Linked DNA regions of Mus musculus: region 2 is linked to region 1. Evidence: chromatin contacts called from public promoter capture Hi-C data. All regions are on one chromosome and are shown on one strand. The core of a region is the stretch at or near the end of the contact, and the rest is flanking DNA. Distances in the headings are between cores, read along the strand shown. Region 1 overlaps Stau2 (staufen double-stranded RNA binding protein 2). Region 2 holds the start of Tmem70 (transmembrane protein 70).

Evidence for each region. Promoter capture Hi-C pulls out the DNA fragments that hold promoters and counts their contacts.
Region 2: a promoter capture Hi-C map of the C10 cell line shows a contact between it and region 1. The contact joins the promoter of Tmem70 here to the enhancer-like site in region 1. A contact is called at or near these places in 5 of 39 promoter capture datasets (the C10 cell line, the HPC-7 cell line, liver and 1 more) and 1 of 9 other capture datasets (pancreatic islet).

Annotation. Positions count from the first base shown.
Region 1 is chr1:16,458,864-16,465,312 of GRCm38.p6, forward strand. Stau2 (staufen double-stranded RNA binding protein 2) reads right to left here. Exons shown (of 14, transcript NM_025303.3): 4 at 4,172-4,331. Among named protein-coding and RNA genes, the nearest start is that of Stau2, 57 kb to the right of the region's middle. Within about 2 kb of position 3,153, at least 2 of the 459 cell types and tissues checked have an H3K27ac peak or open chromatin away from gene starts, as enhancers often do.
Region 2 is chr1:16,662,705-16,669,153 of GRCm38.p6, forward strand. It overlaps Tmem70 (transmembrane protein 70), which reads left to right and starts at 2,487. Exons shown (of 3, transcript NM_027415.2): 1 at 2,487-2,801; 2 at 4,964-5,069. The coding sequence starts at 2,604. It also overlaps the pseudogene Gm7654.

The DNA.
Region 1 (6,449 bases), core at 1,903-4,402:
GTTGACACAAAACTAGCCAGTACAATACCCAAGATACATTTTGCAAAACACAAGAAAATCAAGAAGAAGCAAGACCAAGCAAGTATGGGATACTTCATTCCTCCCTAGAATAGGGAATAAAATATCCATGGATGGAGTTTCAGAGACAAAGTTTGGAGCTAATATGAAAGGAGGGACCATCCAGAGACTGCCCCACCCAGGGGTCCATCCCATAATCAGCCACCAAACACAGACACTATTGCATACGCCAGCAAGATTTTGCTGAAAGGACCCTGATATAGCTGTCTCCTGTGAGGCTTTGCCAGTGCCTGGCAAATACAGAAGTGGATGCTCACAGTCATCTATAGGATGGAACACAGGGCCCCCAATGTAGGAGCTAGAGAAAGTACCCAAAGAGCTGAAGGGGTCTGCAACCCTATAGGTGGAACAACAATATGAACTAATCAGTACCCCCAGAACTCGTGTCTCTAGCTACATATGTAGCAAAAGATGGCCTAGTTGGCCATCATTGGGAAGAGAGGCCCCTTGGTCTAGCAAACTTCATATGCCCCAGTACAGGGGAAGGCCAGGGCCAAGAAGTGGGAGTGAGTGGGTTGGAGAGCAGGGCGGGGGAGGGTATAGGGGACTTTTGGGATAGCATTTGAAATGTAAATGAAGAAAATATCTAATAAAAAAAAGAAATAATTTTTTTTTTCAAAAGAAGTCAGGGATGGTAGCACACACCTTTAGTACCAGCATTAAAGGTAGAGGCAGGCAGATCTCTCTGAGTTTGAAGCCAGCCTGTAGCACTTGGCAAATTACAAGACAGCTAGAAATACACAGTCTTAGTCTCAATAAACAACAAACAAAAAATTTTTGAAAGATATTCTGTAATATTTCAGAAAAATATCCTGGAATATACATATCTCACAAACTATGTGAATCTAGAATATGTACAAAATCCCCGTCATTAAAAAGAAAACATATTTTTTTAAACAATGTAACTCCCAACCATCCCTTTTTAAAGAGACCATTCTAACACCAGTGGACAAATGACACCATGGACGAGCGAGCACACTTCACCAGCAGCTTCATCATCCATAGGGAAATGCAAATGAAAACCACAATGAAGTATTAACACCGCTGTCATGAAAAGCTAAAAAAGTCAAATGATAAACAAGACCACAGAGAGCCCTCCTAACTGCTACTAGGGTGCACCAGTGGCAGCTTGGCCGTGTGTGTTAATTCTTAGTACATGGAAACCTATTACCCAGCAGTACTGATGATCCTAGGTTCACTCCCAACAGAAAGGTGTATATACAAGAATGTTTACAGCAGTATTATTTCCAAGTGTCCAATCTGCAAACAATTCAATACTACCAAATTACTGTCTATTCATGCAATGGAATGCTATACAGCCATTATCATTGTAAACACAATGCAGTATCACTTTAAAAACAATGCAGATGAATCTCACAAACACCAATGTAAAAAGAAGTTATCAGCAGAGTAATGTGTGATTCCAACAATCATAACTTCATGAGCCGGACTCAGAACTGTTTCCTTCAGCTTACCCACTGGAAGAGAAAGAAGGAAAACTCCTAAGGCAATGGCAGACCCTACAGTAGTGTTTCTTAGAAGAGCCTATTCAGCTTGGCAACAGTAATGTGTGCACTTGCCTGCATGTACTTAAAAGCTTGTCCCAAATATTCTTTTCCATTTCCAACTTAGTCTAACCCCCACAGTGGAAATGCACCTCCACTGGGCTTTGAGACTTTTGTTATCTTTCTTGGAGTCTTCCTGAGGTAGTCCTTGCAGTAATTCATAGGGCAGAGCTGAGCTCACAAGTCATCCTGTTTTACATTAGAAGCCTTAGAGAGCTCCTTCTCTTCTACACCAAGGCCTACACCCTACACCCTTGGAGGATAGCACATGCAATATTCAATACTCAGGAGGCTTTTAAACTTTTTATTCAAAAGTATGGCACTGGCTGCCTAGCTGATCACCTTGCTTTCTTATCTTCTACAATAACTAAACTCATCACCACACACAAACTCTTCTCACCAAACCCACTGACCGATTCTTACTCCTGGACCCGTCATCATCATAGGATTCCTTCAGTCTACAATGTTCTTTCCTTTTCCCTATACCTGGCTAGTCTCCATACAAGGTCTGCATCTTACCTCAGTCCATTTGATCATTACTTTTAAGATTAACAGCTGTGGAGCAGAGACTGAAGGAATGACCATCCAGAAACTGCCCCACCTGGGGATCCATCCCATAAACAACCACCAAACCCAGACACTATTGTGGATGCCAACAAGAGCTTGCTGACAGGAGCCTGATATAGCTGTCTCCTGAGAGGTTCTGCCAGTGCCTGACTAACAAAGAAGTGGATGCTCACAGTCATCCATTAGTCGGAATACAGGGTCCCCAATGAAGGAGCTAGAGAAAGCACCCAAGGAGCTGAAGGGGTCTGCAGGCCCCTAGGAGGAACAACAACATGCACTAACCAGTGCCCCTAAAGCTCCTTGGGACTAAACCACCAATCAAAGAAAACACATGGAGGAACTCTAGCTGCATATGTAGCAGAGGATGGCCTAGTCAGTTATCAATGGGAGGAGAGGCCCTTGGTCCTGTGAAGGTTCTATTCCCCAGTGTAGGGAAATGCCAGGTCCAGGAAGCAGGAGTGGGTGGGTTGGGGAGCAGGAGAAGTGAGGAGAGGATAGGGGATTTTCAGAGGGGAAATTAGGAAAGGGGATAACATTTGAAATGTAAATAAAGAATCTAATTAAAAAAAGATTAACAGCTGCTATTGTTCACTTGGCACTGTCGATCATTAAATTATGTATTTGTGTATAATAATGTATGATCTTCACAGAGAAAGGCTGAATGCCTCTTACATTTGTAACAGCAGTGATTAATACATACTGGTACATTATACACAATAACAAGTTTTTACAAATCACCAAAGTAGGTCATCTTTACCCACTTCAAACTGAACAGGTTAGGCTTCTTAGCTACTGTAGTAACATGTGGATTACACAAGCTTCCTCAGTGAATGCCAAAACAAGTTAAACATAGCGAAAGGGTCACTACAGAAAACCCTGAAGTCTGGGAGAGAGCCTTGAAAGAACAGACTATTTACCAAGCACAGGATAGTCAAGGAGGAAGTGCCTTGCTGACCTGAGCCTCCTGACAAGTGAGGGACTAATCAAACAGAGCAGAGTCACCTTAGCTGGTGTGGTCCTCACCTCCTTGTGAAAGAGGCCTAAAGCTGCATTAGCACTGGTGTTGAGATAAGAGTTTGTATTGCTATGTTAACAGATGAATGAGTGTTCACAGACACATGGCTAAAACCGAACTCAGACCAACTTCATTAACTTGACATCATAAATTAGTGCACTCTGCCTAACACAGGTTTGCCTCTTCCCGAAAGATAACTGGACACGTGATGTTGTTGGTAGTGATGCAATTAATCAGCTTTCAAAGCTGCTCTTAGGAACTCAAAATTAGTACTGCCATGTATTTAAGAATCTTGTTCATGGACAGATTTGGAGAGTTCTTAATAAACTTCACATGAATGTTCTAAATTATCAGCTGTTTTCAATATTTATACAACAAGCAAAATATTTAATAAAATGGCTTTATAATTTTGCATTACACTAAAAAAGAACTTAATTATTAAAATGTATTATATTTATTACGCTTTTAAAAAAGAGAAATGATTTCTTTACTTTAGAAGAAAAGCATTTCCTGCATTTGTATCCCCATGTGTTCTAGACAACATTCAAAGGGATAGATTTTTACAGTGTCGACTAAGGTGAATTTTAAAAACAAATATCATTCTCTTCTTTGCTGTTATCTTAATTACAGTGTGTGTGTGTGTGTGTGTGTGTGTGTGTATGTGTGTATGTGTGTTTATGTGTGTGTATGTGTATGTGTGTGTATATGTATGTGTGTATGTGTGTATGTGTGTGTGTGTGTGTATGTGTGTGTATGTGTGTATGTATGTGTGTGTACATGTGTGTATGTGTGTGTATGTATATGTGTGTGTATGTGTGTGTGTGTGTGTGTGTGTGTGTGTGTGTGTACTATTAACTTGGTGCTCTCCTATTATACAAATGCAACACACAAAGAAGAGTAACACATCAGCACATAGCACAAGGAAGGAAACAAACCAATGCCATACCTGGGTTATTATTGACATTACTTTTAGGTGGTTTCTGAACTGGTTTGGGAAGCGTAGATTCAGTCAAAGCTTTGTTAGCAACAGCTTGTTGGGCCTTCTTTATACTGCTCCCTTCGGATTCCCATGTCTGCTCGCCAAGACTCAGCTGCACCGAAAACATCTTGGAAAGACCAGATAGAGAAAACATAAAATTTTTCAGGTACCAAACCTGGTGGTCTGAGAACACACACACACACACACACACACACACACACAAACACCATAGAACAAAAACTGGTGGTCTGAGAAAACTCACACACCATAGAACCAAAATTGTACCAGAAGTATATTAGAAATCATTTGCAACAATAACAAATCATATTCTACCTAAGAAAGAATCTTAGATTATACCAAACTGTCTGATCTTATTCAAAGACATAGCAGCAGCTCTAAATACATTTTAAATGGACTAGACCAAGGCAAAACTCTTTTCCAAAATAGAATTACATTGCTAATGTTCTTCAAACAGTCCTGGGAAAATTGTAGATACAACAAATAAGAGAAACTAACAGAAGTCAAGCAGTCATGGCCCTTACACCTTCATACATTCAGTGTTAGAGCACTACTCAGTTCTCACACTGTGCCCTTACCCAGCACACAAGTCTATTCAGGCTGAGTCCACGGACATTTCTCAAATCTTCCTCATCTTCCTGGAAGAACACTGTACTGGGCCCATCCTTTCATCCTGCTTCACTTAGATGTGGTAACCTAAACTTACTGCTGCTAAAACTACTGTGCTGGTTTGAAAGAAAATGGGTCCATGGACACATATTGAATATGTGGTCCCAGCTGGTGGAACTGTATGAGAAGGATTAGAAGTGGTCATGTTAGAAGACATGCATCACTGGAGACAGCTCTGAGGTTTCTAAAGCATTGGCTCTCTCTACCTTCTATCTGTGGTTTGAGATGTGAGCTCTCAGCTGCAGCTTCAGCTGCCTGCAGCCTGCTAACTCTACCCCACCATCACGGACTGTTCTCTGTCTGGAATCTTTTCTTTTTTCAAAGATTTATTTTATTTATATGACTATTTTATAGCTGTCTTCAGACACACCAGAAGAGGGCACTGGATCCCATTACAGATGGTTGTGATCCATCATGTGGTTGCTGGGACTTGAACTCAGAACCTCTTATAGAACAGTCAGTGCTCTTAACCAGTAAGCCATCTCTCCAGCCCCTCTCTCTAGATTCTTAAGCCCAAAATAAACTCATCTTGATCATGGTATTCCATCATGGCAATATACAAGTAATTAAATACTCTGTCTTTCTGCAGGAGAACTATATACCCCTATAAGTCCAGTACTCAGAAAGCAAACACAGGCATGAGGGGCTGCCATTCAAGCCCAGCCTGAGTGACAGTGAAACACTACCTCACAGTAAAAATGGAAGAGTGAGGTGGTAAGGACAATGGCTCACTCCATAAAGGCTTTGCCATGCAAGTATAAGAACATGAGTCAGTACAGAGTATCCACATAAAAAGCTAGGTCTGCTTGCCGGTCAGACAGTCTTATCCCATCAGTGAGCTCCAGATTTAGTGAGAGAAAAAGTGAAGTGGAGAGCAATAAAGAAAGACAACCAGTGTGAGCCTCTGGTGGCTACTCGACACACATATACACAGCATACCTGCACACTAACACATACACACACACACTTTCTAAAAATAAGTTTAAAAGAAAATAAAAAATGAAACTATCTAAACTTAAAAGCTAACCATCTTACCCATTTTTCAACTGTCACCATTTTACTGTTGCATAAAAGTTCTGCACATTCATTCCCATTTCTCTGCATCCTACATTCCATTTACATACTTCCACTGAGTACACAATATTACTTTTTATCTTTAGGTTTTCAGATCAAGTCAAAGAATAAACACAGAACACTTACTACTTCATAGTAATAATTGAAAACTATTCATTAATTTTAGAATGTACCTTTGTAGCAAAGTGATCTCTTAGAAAATTATCTTTTAAAATATATTTTGTTTATATGGGTGTTTTACAAATGCTTGCAGACATCAGAAGACAGCGTGAGATCCTCTGTAAGTGAAGATATAGATGTCTGTAAGCCACCATATGGGTGCAACTGACCCTGGATCCTCTGCAAGAACAGCAAATGTTCTTAATCACTGAGCCATCTCTGCAGCCCCAGAAAATATCTCAATGACTGATTAAAGCTAGTGTGATCAACATTAATGCCACCCAACATCATATGTCTCTAGATAAAACTCAATGAAAATCACTCA
Region 2 (6,449 bases), core at 1,237-3,736, 200 kb after region 1:
CTTGTCATGGCCATGTATTTGGACGGGCTAAATTAAGTTTTATTTATGGCATAATTTCACAATAACTTCTCTTAAATGTCTTTTACAAACATCAGTGCATATATGTGGGATATATAGTGCAAAACTATAAATAAGTTAGTTCAGTTTTTTTTTCTTTTCTCAAAACAAATTCTGGTTGTAAAACACCTATGTATTATACTGGGGAGTCCAATTTAAAGCAAAACAAAACCATTCTTACTAAGAAGCAAAACTTTCAAATCATTTACACATTCACATTCTATGTATTTTTCTCATAGTCAACAAGTGGACTCAAATGGTTTAAGATACCCCACTATTTAAAGAGAAAAGTGTCTGCAATAATTTGAAACCACGGAATTAACTTTATTTCAGCACTGGCTGCAATCTTCATAATTTCTTTGAGTTCCTCCTTTGATACATAGCAACAGCTTTTAATCTCATTGGGATCTGGATTCAAGGTTACATCCTTCCTCAGCAACAAAATGTAATCAATTTCACATTCACCCAAGATACCATCAGATTGGACCTTGTAGTAAATTCTTGTTAGGTAACTGATTTCATTTAGATCAACCTCTTCCAAGAGGATTCCCAACTCTGCTTTTAAGCACCTCTGTGCTGCTCGCTTCACAGCAATGGCATTGTTTTCATCCAGCTCACCTGGACACTTAATAGATGACTACAGCAACTATTGGTGAAACAACCTGGAAAGGTAATTTTAGCATCTGATCTCTGCTGTAACAGGAGCTTATTTTCATTATTAAACAAGAAGACACTAAATGCTCGGTGGATGTAATAATCCTTTGTTGATGGATTCATTCAGGTGACAGTTTTTCTTGGTGTCAGCTCCAATTTTATTGCCATTTTCATCAATAAGAATACACATCTTTGCTACAAAGTAAACTGATTTTTCATCAAGATGGTTGGTATTTATTTCAGGCATTATGACCTGAATGTCTGACCTGACCTAGAACACAGAGATTCCAGTTAGAGGTAGTCTCGTGTATTTTTAGATGCATGTCCTATTACACATTTGCACCATGAGTTCCCAAATTTATGCCGTTACAGTGCTCCCTCTACTCCTGTCTAAGTCCTGTGCAATAGGCACTAAGTATCATCTGCCTTTGGGAGAAAGGTATAGTGTTGATTCAAAAAACTCTCACCTCAATGGAGAGAAAAGAGAACTTATTCTAGAACCAAATGAGTGATCATGGCTTGGAAACACAGATTTATGTCACCCCCTGTCCCCATGTTCCATGTTTCAACATGGAAGTAGTTTCATGAAGCTTTTTTATAGTAACAGAACAAAGAAAATCATCAGTCAAGACAGGTTTCTACATTAGTGGGATGGTTAGGTACGTTTTTTAAAAGTGGGGAAACCTGTTTTAGGCTTCAGGTGCTATTTGACAGTACTCGGAAAACTAATACCCTGTGCATTCCAAATGAAAGCTTGAACTCGGTGTGTTCCAGCTGAAGGTCGTGAAGATGTTAGGTACACAGGAGGACAATACATTAAGGCTACTAAGAGATCTGCAAATGGCCCATGATAAATTGGCTCTGGATTTGCAACACTGTAGATTCTTCTATGTCAGTCCGTGCTAGGCAAGATACACTCCCCACCTTGGACATGATGGGGGCTTTGTTTGTTTGTTCCTTTGGTTTTTGTTTTTGTTTTTTTGTTTTTTTTCGAGACAGGGTTTCTCTGTATAGCCCTGGCTGTCCTGGAACTCACTCTGTAGACCAGGCTGGCCTCGAACTCAGAAATCCGCCTGCCTCTGCCTCCCGAGTGCTGGGATTAAAGGCGTACGCCACCACACCCAGCTCGGATACGACGTTTTTAATGGGGAAAAAAAAAAATCTGTCAACAAAATCGAAAATTATGTGAAAAAATTCCATTTTCTCCTATCTCAGTGGTGGAATTAAGTTAAATCATTAAATCTTTTTTTTTTTTTTTTTCCCCCGAGACAGGGTTTTTCTGTGTAGCCCTGGCTGTCCTGGAACTCACTCTGTAGACCAGGCTGGCCTCGAACTCAGAAATGCGCCTGTCTCTGTCTCCCAAGTGCTGGGACTAAATCATTCATTCATTTTGTTAATATCATATCATAGCATACAAAGTATTTAAACATTATAACATTAAGTACCTTAAACTACATTCCTTTTGGGCTGATATGCTACAATTACTTCTGCGAAGCTAAATCATTTTCCCAAACCAGTTTTAGGACCTATAAAGTGACTTTCATGAGAACGAAGTATTTAACTAGGCTTCTGGTCACTGTCTTTTTCACATGCCTACACACTCTGTCCTTGCACACGGTCAAAAGCCGACCAAATACTAGGAATTCGGTTGAAGCCCATCATCTTAAGCAGGGAGTTGGGGTTTTGGGTCATTTGCTGCCTGGAACCCACCAGGTGGAGAAGGTTGCAGGCCGGCCGCATTTTCTGCGCACGCGCGCGCACCAATCCGGCCGCGTGTTCCGTTTAAGGGGCGGAGCCTCATCGCTCTTGTGGGGGCCACTGTCGAGCGGAGTCGCTTTTGGGTGTCCTTGGCCGCAGCTGGAAACTGACGGCCACCTTCTCCAACTCGCAGCATGCTGTTGGGGTTGGGCGGCCGGTGGGCAGCGGGCCTATGGCCGGGCCGGACGAGGACGACGTGGTGTGTGGCCGCCGCGCTCCGAGGTTCCGGGATCGCTTTCTGGCGTGCGGCCTCGCTAGCCGAGCCAGAGCGGCTCCGGAGCGGCGGGCATCTAGCGCTAGCCGAGTCTTGCGGGCCACCCGGGCGAGCGCAGGTCGGCTGTTCGTAGGCTGTGGTGGTGGGGAGCGGGCGCAGCATGGGGTCTGGGAACTCCAGTGCTGAGGGGACACTCCCGGTGCGGGCCTGGGAGGAGCAGGCCTCGACCTCGGGGTCCGCAGCTGCTGTCAATCCAGGGATTGATTCTCCTTTCGAAGGCTATTAAAGCACCACAAATGGTTCTTTTTGTTGTTTTTCAGAGACAGGATGTCCCAGTTTTGTAGACTCACCTGTCCTGAATTCGCTATATAGACCCGGTTGTCCTCGAAATCAGAGACTCGCCTACCTATTGACTTCCCATTCTAGGATTAAAGATTTGCTCTGCTGCGCAGGGACTTATTTCTTACTCTAGAGCTAAAGGTCAGAAGGGCGCTAAGTGCTAAGAAATTGATGCAGCACGTGGAGCTAGCCTCCTAAGTTGTGTTACTTGTCCGTTTTTAGGAATTTCTTTGATTACGGAGTGAAAGGTGGGGTGTGGATGTTATTGAACAAAGTACGTAGTATGTTAAACTATACTATAAAATGTAAGAATTTTGTGGGTTTTCGAGACAGGGTTTCTCATGTGTAGTCTTGGCTAACCTGGGACTTGCTCTGTAGACCAAGCTGGCCTTGAACTCAGATATCCCCTGCCACTGCCTCCAGAGTGCTGGGATTAAAGGTGTAGCTCGGCAAGAATTTTATGTATATTAAGCTACATTGTAATATATAAGAATTTTAAAAACTTTTAAGAAATGCTGAAAGTGGTAATTGAATTATTTGTTGTTAGTTGCTTGTGGGTGGGTTTCCCTGTGTAGCCCTGGCTGATCTGTTGACCAGGCTGGTGCTGGCTTCAAACTCACAGATAAAAGGTGTGTGCTATAGCCAAGGGTCTCGAGATATTGGACTCTTAACTGAATTTCAACACAAATTAGGCATACTTTTTACATTTTTAAATGTGAGCAATGTGAAATTCATTTTTAGATGCTCATTTATACATACTTGGGAAACTCCTGTTTCATATAGCTTTCAAGCAGTTTTTCAAGCAAGCTTTCTTGCTAAGAGATAGAAGGCCCAGGGTATGGTAGTGGCACAGACTTAAAGTCCCAGTGTTAGCTCTGGAGGCTCAGACAGAGGATCAGCATGAGCTTCATGGTCAGTTGGAGGCCAACATGGACCACATTGATGACTGGACTTGATCTTCAAAACAAAATGGGGTACAAGGTATATGCAAGGCTTTCAGGGAGACAGCCTTAAAAATGCTAGTTATTCATGTAACTAGTTCCTAAGTACTAACCACAGGGGTGGTAGGAGAAGCCTAGTCTGTGGAGGCTTTTGTCTTCAGGATGGGAGTTTGATCTCTGGACATGCCTGTGCATACGAACCCACCAAACAAAACAAAGCAAAACAAACCCCTCAATTTACAGTATTTTGCTAAGATTGTTTTTTGTTGTTTTTTGACTGGACTTGAACTCAGAGATTTACGTGCCTCTGCCTCCTGAATGTTGGGCTCAAAGACATGTACAGTCATGCCCTCTGTATTTTCTTAGATTATTACATTAAAGCAAATTTAAACAAATGTTTTTGCCTATGTAGTATCTGTGTACATACATGTGGAGGTCATCATTGACTGTCTTCTATCTCAATCTTATTTAAGATTTTTTTGAGGCCAAGTTGGCCTCAACTCAGATCAGCCTGCCACTGTCTCCCAAGTGCTGAGACAAAGGGCATGCACCACCACTGTGTAGCACGACTTTTACTTTATATGTATGGGTGTTTTGCTTTCATGTATGTGTATACATACGTACGTACATACATACATATGAACGAACCACACCTATCAGTGCTCATGAAGGCCCAGAAAGGGCATGGATGCCAAGGGCTTGGGTTGCAGAAGGTTGTAAGACACGTAGGTGCTGGGACTCTGAACCTTGGTTGTCTGGAAGCGCAATGAGCCTCTCCATCCTGAAGCCTGGTTTTAAGAGATAAGATCTCTGACTCTGGAGCTCTCTGGTTGGCTAGAGTGGCCGGCAGGAAGCCTGGGAATCCTCTAGGTTATTTGAGAGAATTCTTTGCATGGCATTGTAACAAGTTCTCTTTGTTATATTTAAATGAAATAAAAACAACATTGATAGAAATAAAAATTTGTTCAACCAGTTACTCAATGGTTTCTTGTTTCAGCAGATACCTGTTTGTTGGGAACAATGTGTCCGCTGCTTCCATACACAAGTTGATAAGCCAGAAAATGGCAGGCTGATTTATACTGGAAACCTGGCCCGAACGATATTTGGTGAGTAGTCTGAAGTGAGATTATTTCCTTATTTTCCTTTTTCTTTTTGAGATTATAAAATAATTACGCTTCTCCCTTCCCCTTCCTGCCTTCAAAACTTCCTATATCCCCTCCCCCGTTAGTTTCGTTTAAATTCATGGCGTCTTATCCTCAGTTATTGCATGGATATATGTATATGCATAAATATTTCTAATTATAATTTGTTGAATAGATACAGTGTTACTTGTTTGTGTTTTCAGGGCTGACCATTTTGTGATGAAAAACCAGTTGATGTGTTCTTTCCTGGGGAAGACCACCTCTCCCAGGCCCAGCTTTACTCAATTGCCTGTAGTCTTTGCATGGGGTTGAGATCTCTGGGGCTTGTGCCCAGTAAACCTTTTTTAGCATATGTTAGTTAACCTTGTTGTTTGTTTGTTTTGTTTTGTTTTTGTTGTTGGTGGTGTTTTTTTTTTTTTTTTTAGCATGTCTCAATTATTTTTTTCCTTAAAGCTTTTTGAAACAATGTAGAGGTTGAGACTTTGTTTTTAGGGTTTCAGTGATGTTTAAAGGCCGAGTTGCAGTGTGTGATTTGATACCTAGGCACTGAAGCTTCCCTTCCATCATTATTTGTCTTAGAATAGCCAACAGACAAATACAACTCTGTGAGTATTCTAAGAGGAGTGGAAGGAGATTGTTACAGTTTGATTTGAGCTCTGCAGCTCATGTATTTAATAGATTAATAATATCTTAATAATATATTTATAAATATATTTATAATAATAAAAGCACAATAATATAATAATATATACTTACTAGCCTAACTTTCCCAGCTGATGGCGCTGTTTTGAGAGTTCTGGAAACCCTAGAAGAGGCCTTCCTCTTAGAAAGTGGGTCACTGGGGGTGAGTTCTGGAGGGAGGAATATCTTGTTCCCAGTTCCTCCCATCCTTCTCTCTCTGGTTCCAGTTTGCCATGAAGGTCTTCCACTACATAAACCTTTTGGCATGATGTTTCACCCAAGTTCTTAGGGACTAAGCAACTGTAGATTGAGAACTCAGAAATAATGAGTCAAAGTTGCCTTTTCCTTCTTTTAAGTTGCCGTTTTTCAGTATTTGGTCAAATGCAAAAGCTGTGACCAAAAACCTGGTAATACTTCTTTTATGTTGTTTTGAGACAAAGTCCAGACTATCTTGTATACCTGGTGCCACAGACCATTTTGGTCCCTTGTCTGCGAGGAACGGGTCTCAGGTGGGCAAGGAGTCAGCGGGAATTGACAGACTCGACACAAGGGAGTGTGGATCTGAATGTAACTTGTCAAATTGAACATCAAACTTTTTATACAGAAGAAAATACGGAAGTTGGGTGACACAACCAGCAAGGTACAAAGAGGTTACTGGATTCT